2 separate regions of the Arachis hypogaea genome follow, and region 2 is linked to region 1. Evidence: chromatin contacts called from public Hi-C data. All regions are on one chromosome and are shown on one strand. Each heading gives the region's core, a stretch centred on a gene start, on an enhancer-like site or on the middle of the called end of the contact. The rest is flanking DNA. Distances are from core to core; before and after follow the strand shown. Region 1 has its middle 3.8 kb from the start of LOC112789658. Region 2 holds the start of LOC112769688 (antimicrobial ginkbilobin-2-like protein).

Region 1 (5,189 bases), core at 532-3,031:
GAGGCATGCACGTGATTATGGACATAACACGCAACACAACAAAATAGTGCGTGGATTTGTTTTCCATATCATTGAATATGGTGCCTTTTCTCTCTACTCTCTTCATATGAGTTAGTAAAATCAAATCTCATTATCTCATGCTACTAACTCTAGTGGTCACGGGCACAAGGAAAATATGGCAAATAGGGGAAGCAAATTAAATCACCACCAATTAAGATTTTTTGGCGGTTGTCTCCTCTTCTTTTCTTTCTAGAAGCTAAGAATTTTTCGAAAATGATCTTTTTTAATTCTTTTGGTTTTTTTATTTTTTTTGTCCTTTATAAACAATTAAGTTTTAAAGATAAATATATTACTATTTTTTGGAATTTACAAAAAGAAAAGTTAAAAAATAATATATGTGTTACTTTGTCTTATGCATTGAACTAATTTCTATAAGCAATTTTAAGGTATGGTCTAACTAACTTTAATTTTATACAAACAATTTTCTTCTCAGTTCACAAAAAAAATTGTTAGGCCTTGTGTTGAAATATTTTGTGAATTGTACATATTAAAACTGACCATATACTATTTCAAAACAATGAGAAAGTTAGCAAAATATTATTGCATATTTGTGAAACACATTTGATCCATGTTTTGCACATCAAATGCACAACCGGTATTAGTTGTGACCATATTGATATTCATAGATTATTGAATCTCAATTTCCAATCCACTTCAATTCCACATTTCCTTCTATCCGTGAACTAATAATATTTCACAAGATTGAACCACAAATACAGATAACTTCCTATACCTTAAATCCTGAATGGAACAACCTATTTAATTTCTTCCTGCACATGTTGGAAATTAAAGGTTCGTTCTCCAATGCCATGAATTTAATAAGTGAGGAGAATCATTAACAAAACACTCACCAAGTACATCCTCCTTTTATTATACATATTAATTAACCCAAATCTTGCACCAATATTCAATTCTTTCCCAAATGATATTGCTATGAGCAACTTCTTCTGAACAAAACACTCATCAAGTACATCCTCCGTCCGTGTGCATGTGGTTAAAGTTTTTAAAAGTTTGAAGACGCTTTTAAAATGCATTTACCGAAGAGATTTTTAGAATTGGTTTATACTTATTAAAATTATAAAATCTAATGCAATTTCATATATTAATAAAAATATAAATTTATTCTAATATTTATGTCTATTATAATTTTTAAATTTTAAAAATCATTTTACTAAACATAATTGTTCTTATTTATATTTATTGAAAGTTGTGTTTAGTTTAATTTATCAAATATAGATACTACATTTTTTTAATAATATTTTTTGAAAAACAACTTTGATAAACTATTTTAAAAAAGTATAAGTTAATTTCTCTTCCTACATTATTGGTCTTTTAAATAAGGGCTAGATCGCATAATATAAATTAGAGCTAATAAAATTGGTTTTTTTTTTTTTTGGTCAGGTACCCCTTACACACACCCTTTTTCTTTACCAATGAGTTCCATATATCAATTTTCTAGACCTAATTAGGATTTAAACTTGGTGTACCTTCTAACAAGGCAAACATAGTTGCCACTAAACCAAGCTTTGCGGTGCGAGCTAATATAATTGGTTTAGTTAATTTCTGGTATTTACGAAATTAAAATTCTAGTATAACCCAATTAGTCGAGAGTCAATGGGCGGAAAAATTCTGGGCCAGCCTTCAAACATTTTCTATGGGTTTGGGTTTGTAATACAAAAACAAGCGAGGCCTAATTAGTTGAGTAGTCGAACATGGAGCAAAGAAACCCAATCATTAGCAGGCACGGCCTAAGCTTTGGGCCTGCTTTAACATCTTTTATTGTGTTCTGAGGCTGTTAAAAATGGTGATTTAACCAACTTGGGTTGGTCGAGTGGTTAGCTCACTCGTCCGCTTAAGTAAGTGTCGGGGGTTGGAATCCCGCCTTGTGCATGCAGCAATCCATTGGCCAGCGGCAAACCCTTAAATGGAGCTCCGATCCGAGACGGATTAGTCCTTGACCTGTCGGATTAGGGGATACCGTGGGCAACAAAAAAAAATGGTGATTTAAATGCGAGTCCAACTAGAGAATCTATCATATATGGGCTAATTTTGTCAAATCCCTAAACTTAATTTGAATATGTTTGCGCCGAAGAGCCTTAGCTCAGTGGCACTTCACCTCCTCCCTATTACTAAGGTCTAGAGTTCAAATTCTAGAGGGTGTATTTATGAAAAAAAAAATGTGATAAATATGTGAGGAATGTGTGAGTGTGTTGTGTATCTAGAATTGGAGGTTGTCCAATTCACTGACTAAAAAAAAAAATTTGAATATATTTGCTGATTTGTGTGAGATTTCTTTCGCCCGCCCCTGTAGTTTTTTTAAGTTGTGTTCGTTTATGAGAATAAGACAGGACAAAACAAGACGAGAACAAGATATAAAAAATAGAAATATAAGTTTACTGTTGAAATAAATTGACAATAATAAATATAATAAATATATAATTATAAATGTTACATATATAAAATTATAAATATTAAATTTAATAGAATAAATTTAAATTATTATTTTTTAGCATTGTCATTGTAATAAATTAATGCAAAAGATTGAGCTAAATACCCTTTATTAATTATTAATTAGTTCTAATGCCTTATTCCTTATTATTCTTGTCACGTGGTAATATCTCGATGTAAGACCTAGAGAAGTTTCATTCTTGCACCATGATGATCCTTATGTGTGTTAATTTGTTTGAACTAATTGTTAAGAAAAATATAGAAGAATAATGTTTTTTTAGAAAAATATAAATAATAGATTAAAAAATAAAAGTTAATTTTAATTTTAAATTTTAAATTAATTAGATTTATTTATATTCAGTGAACCTGTGATATAGCTTATTATTCATCATTTTTATTATCTAGAGAAAGTATAAGAAGCGTTTTCTCAACAACATAAATAATATGAAAAAGTTTCGCCCTTGCACCATGATGATCCTTATGTGTTCTAATTTGATTCGATTAACGGGAAATTTTATTTTACTTTTTGGAGTAGGTTAAGGTCGCTAAATCATTATCCGAACATCTGTTATTTTAGAGATTAAAGTACACGTCCTCTTTTGCGTGACTTTATCACTTGATTGAAAAATTCGCTACCCATTGTGCTTAATCACAACTTATTTGTTTAATTTACTTCTTATTATCACACTGTGATTATTGCATCGTGATGCAGATGACGCCACCGCATTACAACTTATATGATTAAAAATTAAACAACTTGATCACTCACACCAAGAGAGAGGGTTTGGTCAATTAATGTTTAATTTGTTATCGGAAGCAATACATACATATATCTAAGGAAAAAGGTCTCAAAAAGAAAAAAGTCTCAGAAATAAAAGTTACAATGATAAAGATTTTTTTTATTTCAATAAAAGCCAAATATCATGCTCAAAATTTGAGAAAGAAGGTATCAAAGTTCATACAAAAGATTAACCATAGTAAAACATATTTCAACTCCACACCTAACTAGTATGTCATACTATCCTCATTTCTATAGGTTTTTTATCTCTAAGATTACTCTATTTCTTTGTTTAACTAACAACAAAATAATAAACTGCTACCTCTAGCTTTTCTCCAAGTTCATAAAAATCTTACTTCCATCCATCTATTATAAACTTCAAAGACACTCAAGATATTTTGTTTGCATAACATTTCTTTGGTGTATGAACTAACAAGGCCTTAAACTCGAGGCCAATCTTATAAAACATACATGTCTACGGTTTTACTTGCTCAATATTGGATGTTGGGATCTATGGTCCTTTCATTTTTTTCCTTTCATACCTGCAAAAAGAACGAATTCACATGATACTCCTTATTGTGGTCAAATACCAATAAAATTTATCCTCTTTATTCTATTAAGTGTCCACCTCTACTCTTACTCATACCGAGTCCACCCACCTATATCAATTATGTAAGAATCAATAAATCAAATAAACAAATTTGATGGTAAAGGATGCAAAGTAAATATGTGCTTCTAAAATAGAGTGCTTTTATAATTCATAAATGTTCGATATATTCTTGTTTCATTAGCTATGGTTGGAGTTTTAGTTCTCTGTGTCTCTTCTATAATATATGCCACGTTGAAATTTATAAAATGATAGAATTTTAGTTTTGGCATTTAAATATCACTTATTTTATCACGTAAATTTTTAATAAATATTATTTAGAATATTATTTTTGAGTATTTGATTGCCAAAACTAAAACATTATTTTATAAAATCTAACATGACATTTAATATTTGTATATTCAAAATTGTTTTAAAGACTAATATAAATCATGTTCACAAAATTTAAGGATTAAATAAAAATAATTAAAAATTTAAAGATTAAATTCAGACTCACATATAAGATTAAAAAATAAATTAAGTATTATCTCTAGTCTTTTTTTATCTTTGAGTATTATTGATTTTTCTAAATTTTTAGCATAGCTAATTATTTATTGACTTGAATATATTTAATATTTATCAATTAATATTTCAAATTAAAAAAATTATTTTTAAAATGAATTGAGAGAAAAGAGAACAGAAAAAAATTTATTATTTTTATTAAAGATAAAAAACAACAACAACAATAATAATAATAATAATAATAATAATAATAATAATAATAATAATAATAATAATATTATTATTATTATTATTATTATTATTATTATTATTATTATTATTATTATTATTATTATTATTATTATTATTGATGGTAATTAATGGCTAAAAGAAGAGGGTTGAATTTTAGCTCTTTTTTACTAAATATTAATTTTTTGACTTTAAAGGAATTTCAGGAGATATTTTTGTTTTTTTATTTCGTGTTGAGTTGAGAGACACTTTTTGGACCCTTGATGATCTTCTGACCCAAGATAGCTCCTTGCTTTTCATTTTTGCTTCTTCCTAAGTGTAGCTCGGCAGCTACCTTCTTTCTTGGATGAACAAAAATGGAAGTGAACTTTTGTAACCGAGATCTTCTTCTCTCACAGAGACGAGTCCCTTTTTTTATTGGTATGAAAAATCTTAAAACTCTTTTTCAAAATGTTGTCTTCAATAGCAAAGATCTTGCTATGCCTTATTTTAGGTCTTCTTTTTTCATAACTTTTTTTCCATAAGTTTTTTTTATATTTTTTTTGATAACTTCTATTTTTTTTATGG
Region 2 (5,589 bases), core at 2,457-4,956, 110 kb before region 1:
ACACATTATGACATTTCTTGCAAGAAGTTGGTCGGCTGTAAAACATTTTTGTAATTGATGAGAATATTTTAATTTTATTCTTAATATTCTCTAAGGTTACAACTCAATAGGATAGATATTTACCATAAATTAAGTTTGTTGTACTTCAAAATCTGTATCCCTGCTTTCACTTTCTGCTTGTTCTTGTTATTAATTATGCTTGAACTTACAACAAAATTACATTAATACTATTCAACAGAACAAGCATATAGGAAGAGGTTCGGAAAAGCTAGAGAGTGACATTGTGATTTTTTATGAAGTAGCAAAGATTTTCAATTCTAAGATGGTTAGAATAGTCTTCATGTAAGATGATAATTAATATGAAAAATACATAGGAAGTTAGAGCTTTAAATTGGAGGGGACCAATATGAAAATTCTAAGTTGAGAGGGAAAAAAAAAACTAGCGAAAATTTAAATTGTAAGATAATGAATTTTCTATACAAAAATTATAAGATAGGGGGTCATTGTCCCCTTCCTATACACAAAGTTTCATCTTTGAAAATACGCGTTATGTTAATATATCAAATCATCTAATAAACTTTAGATAAAAAGACTACTTAAACTTTTTTTTTATGTAAATAGTCACCTAAATTTATATCCAACAACCTCTGGCATTCATTTATATTAAGAATGATTGCTAGTTGGCAAAGCAACTGATGATATTTCATGTTTGTAAGTCCTTGCTCTATTTGAATGTTACTAGGGTCAGCACAGGTAAGTGAAAGGGCCAAAGGCTGATACTTCCTACTATGACATGCATGTCATGAACATGAATCTTACAATCCCAATTCTTACAAGAAATTTAAAATTGGAAAATTTTATTTATGGAATGACTTATTTCAATTTCTTTTAAGGTATTTTTTACAGTGGTTATTATTCACTTATTCTAACTCAAATATAAAGAAATAGATCCCACCTCGAAACGTATACCCCAATACTGTAGATTAGTCATCTTTAAGAAATTTCGACATAAATTTTAAAGGCACGAGAGAATTCTCCTTCTTTTAATTACATAATTTTAAAAATATTCCAAGAAATAAGAACTGCCTAACAAACGCACAGTTGGATCATTATAGCACAAATAGTGACAGGAGGCATATCACTGGGAACTTGAAACTGATTTGTGTAGCATTCACACTTCACATGAGGAATAAAAAGTAGTGTCCCTCCTTGAACTTGAAGAATTGATAGTGGCTAGTTATATGATTAAGGGGCAAAGACATTCTCTTTAAAGAAGCCTTTTTATGCATGGCAAAATTATTAGTGACTGTTGCATATAACAAAGTGCTGGTTCTTATACAATAATTATATGATAAGATGAAAAGGGTCATATAATTGAGGAGATGATTTTTCTTTAAAAAATGTTGGAAGGTTAATAAAATTTATTATTTTTGGTTAATAATTATATTAAACTACTCTTCTACCTTAGTCTATGACAATAATAAATAAGTCTCGTAATTCACAAATTCAGCCCAACAGAATACATAAATTCAATTACAATTTTAGTCTTTATTATTTTATCTTTATCTTATCTTTAGTTGTTCTTATCTTATCTTTATTTGCTTTTATCTTTTATAGGACAATGATCTATATATATTTAGTTGTACCATCATAGTTTACAACACTACAGTTTAATTCAATCAATCAACAATCAATTAAAAGTTTGCATTCTTTTTTTTTTCTTATTCTTTCACAATTTTATCAAATTAGTTACTAATATTTAAAAGTGTGAGCTAAAAATATATTATTAAATTATTAAAAAAAATAGAACTAATGACTAAAATACAAATAGAAAATAATAAATTTTACTAACTGTTGAGTTTTTTTTTTAAGTTGTGGATATTCTAACTCCATGTTTTTTTTTTTTAGTTGTGGAGATTCTAACTCCATAAAAATAAAATAGAATTAGAATATTAGATATATAACTGCAAGATTTCTAACATCCTGACTTTTTGTTACCCTGACAATACAAAAAGCGATAAGAAAAACCAAAGAAAATTTTGTCAACGATTTCAGTGTATTGCCGGCTGAATAATTGATTTCTTCTTAAATTATCTTGCTCTTCGTAATTAAGGTAGGAAAATGACGACCAAAATAACTTACAATGATATAGCTATGCAAATGTTGACAAAAGTCGTATATACTTTGAATGTATCTTTTGCATCACTTTAGAAGATCCAACTCACTATCAAGACAAGTAACTATTTCTTGAAAAAATGACACTTCTCTCTTATGAGATATCGTCTAAATGATACTCTTTTCTCTTTTTATTTATAAAATATATACTTTTTTCTTTTATAAGCTTTAATCTTTTGACCAAAATATTTATAAATAATTATTATAATTATATATATATATATATATATAATAGAATAATTATTCCTTTGATTCAAAAGCAAAAAATAATAATATAAAATATATTTATTATTATTGTAATATATCACATAATATAAAATATTTTAAATTTTTTTTTGCCAAAGATAATAAGACTCAAATCCGCAACTCAGGTGAGTATGACGAGATTATGTCATTTCAGTTATAATTTATTGGTTTTTAAGTTGTTTTTTTACTAAAGATAGAGAGACTCAAATTCGCGACCTCTTAAGTAGATATGAAAGAGACTATACTATTTAAACTATAACTCATTAGCATTGACTTTTAATAAGTTATTTGTAACATTTATAATAAATCAATTTATTACATTAATAATCATAAAATATATAAAAAATTTACATTAAATATATTTATAACAAGCTAAAATATTTTATTTATATGATAAAATATTAAAAATAAAATTACAATAATAACAACATCAACAATAATAATAATAATTTATATATTATATTTCTTTCTTGTTAATCTGTAGCGGCATATTTGCATGCACAAGTTACATTTCCTTTTTATTGATATTCTTATCAAAAAGGTAAAAATAAGTATACATCAAAAATAAAAGGAGACCACCTTAATAAAGATATTAAAAATATCTTTTTTAAAAACGTTTATATGTGTCATATTATTATTGGTCATTTTTATTAAACCGGTTAATAAATTTATTTTAATAAATTAGAATAAAATCGGTTTATTATAGCAATAATAATAAACCTAATATTCGCATTATAATTATTAGATCCGATTTGATCCAATCGATTTATACAATTTGAATCGATTTATGTTCTAATTTTTTTATAGAAAAACAAATATATCCCTAAATTTTTGTTTTGCGGATATTTAAATTTCTAATAATTTAAAAATACAATTAGGATTGTAAAATGATGTCGTTTGTGAAGTGAGAAAACCAAAAAAATTATGGTCCAATACGAGTCATGTAAATTAGTTAGTTTAACTGGATCTGATAACAATTAGATTTATTATTGTTATAAAAAAAATCGATTTTATTTTAATTAGTTAAAAAATTTGAAAATAATCGATTTATTAATACATCTAATAATAATATAACACACAAATATTTAAAAAAAACGTTTTATACGTTTTTACAAAAGTATCCCAAACCAAAAATACATGTGCTGTATCAAGAAAAAAGAATTAGAGTGAAAGTAAAAGTAAAACCAACCAACTTTGCCTATATATTTGCTATGCACTGCTTTGCAAAATTCAATATAAATTGAAAAGCTAAGGAAAAGCCAGAAACATAGATAGAGAGGCAAACAATGCCTTTGTGCAAATTCTTCCCACTACTCCTTTTCTTAACCTTAATAAGCCTCTTGAACCACCACACAGTTTCATTCTCCGGTGAAGAAGACCTTACACATTTGTGTTTAGATTCTGGAAACTACACCACCAATGACCCTTATGAGAAAAACCTAAGACAGCTTCTAATTTACCTCACAGCTGAAGCTCCAACCAATGGCTTTGCCATGGCCTCTAAAGGCCAAGGCCAAAGCCGAATACACGGCCTCGCCTTCTGCCGCGGCGACCTCTCCTCTCGTGATTGCTGGAACTGTGTCGTCCGGGCTTCCGGCGACATGCTCACATCCTGTCCCAACAACAAAGCCGCCACCATCTTCCGCGAGAATTGTACCATAAGGTACTCAAACGAAGACTTCTTTGGCCAAATCACGATAAACACTTCTTTATCATGGTTCTGCTGGAGGACATCCTCCAGTAAAGCCATGACGAAGAATGTTGTGTTTGGCCAAAGAGTTCAAGAGTTTCTCACCCAACTTTGTGAGGAAGCTGGGTTGCAAACAAAAATGTATGCTTCGGGAATGTCGGAACTTGATGAATTTCACACATTATATGGTTTGGCACAGTGTAGTAGGGACCTGTCCACCATTGATTGCATGAAGTGTCTCAATGAATCAGTTTCATATGTTGAACTTCCACAGTGTGGTAAAGAGAGAGAGGGAGTTAGAGTTTATAGTGAGAGTTGTAGAGTAAGATATGAACTTTATCCATTTCTTAATGATCATGGTCACTACCCTATTCCAAGTCCTATTCCTCTTCCTCCTTCCAGTGTTCCACATGATGCTGTTTCTCCTAATCCTGCACCAACTTCTTCTTCGGATAAAGCCTTTGATGGTTCCACACTTATTGGATTGTCTTCTTCAAGTGTTCTGCTATTTGTTATAACTATGGTATGGTAAGAGTAACGTCAGATTTAAATATTCAAATAAGATTATTTCTGATAAGAAAATAGCCGCAGTTAGATTAAAAGGAACCCGTTTTTATAAATTATTTTGTAATGTTTGAATACTACTAAACATGCATGTAATGGTAATTTCTTCTTTATTGCAAGTATTTTTATGAATATATTCTTTTCTTTTTTTTTTTTTTTTTGTGTGGTTGCATTAGATTATCATGGTAATAAATCATTTCCCATTACCCACCATTATTATTCGAGCATTTTTTCCCTTTCAAAGATAACTTCTCATTTGTTGAAAGAAAGTACGCATACAGAAACAAAATAAACAAAGAAGTTGGAAAGAAAGAGGAATCAATCAAGCTTTGGTACATTTTCTTGGAAGTTGCAATCATATATATAAATTCTACTATATTCTTTATGAAGTAACATGTAAATTATCCTTTATAATGTGTCATTTTATAATTGAACACTATCTTAAGTATAGTTAGATCATTTTGCAATTAAAAAATTATTTAAAAAGGATAAATGTATAATTTGATAAAATATTAAAAATTGAATTCTAATTTTTCTTTTCAAATTAATCTGCCAAAAAATATATCCTAACTTTTGTTAATGGCTATGGCTTCTTTCACATTCTTTATTCGTCATCACTCACCCCAATTCTCTACACAAAAAAAAGTTTAAAACCATTGTTTTCCGAATTAAAATTTTCAGCCATCTTAATGCCAAACGATAAATTCATTAATTTCCTGCACTATTTTCGTCACTTCCTGCACTACGTTGGCACAATGCTGGTGCAAGAACTGGAGCGAGATGTCCTTGTCCAAAATGCTCTCAAACAGAGGGATGATGTCCATGTCTCCTTCTAAAGAAGAAGGTAGCATGGCTTTGAGGCATGTAAGTGTCTCTTCTGCAAGGTCGTTTATTAAGGAGGTGGGTAATGAAAA

The links. A called contact is a pair of places that touch in the nucleus more often than the background predicts.
Region 2: a Hi-C map of leaf shows a contact between it and region 1, with 3 times the contacts expected there. The contact joins the promoter of LOC112769688 here to the enhancer-like site in region 1. A contact is called at or near these places in 3 of 8 Hi-C or Micro-C datasets (leaf and an unstated tissue).

What each region holds. Positions count from the first base shown.
Region 1 is chr3:16,218,358-16,223,546 of arahy.Tifrunner.gnm2.J5K5, reverse strand. No RefSeq gene overlaps it. Among protein-coding and RNA genes, the nearest start is that of LOC112789658, 3.8 kb to the right of the region's middle. Within about 2 kb of position 1,781, at least 3 of the 3 cell types and tissues checked have open chromatin away from gene starts, as enhancers often do.
Region 2 is chr3:16,325,196-16,330,784 of arahy.Tifrunner.gnm2.J5K5, reverse strand. LOC112769688 (antimicrobial ginkbilobin-2-like protein) reads left to right here and starts at 3,706. Exons shown (of 1, transcript XM_025814175.2): 1 at 3,706-4,953. The coding sequence starts at 3,708. The coding sequence ends at 4,643. LOC112789660 reads left to right here. Exons shown (of 3, transcript XM_025831643.3): 3 at 1-151.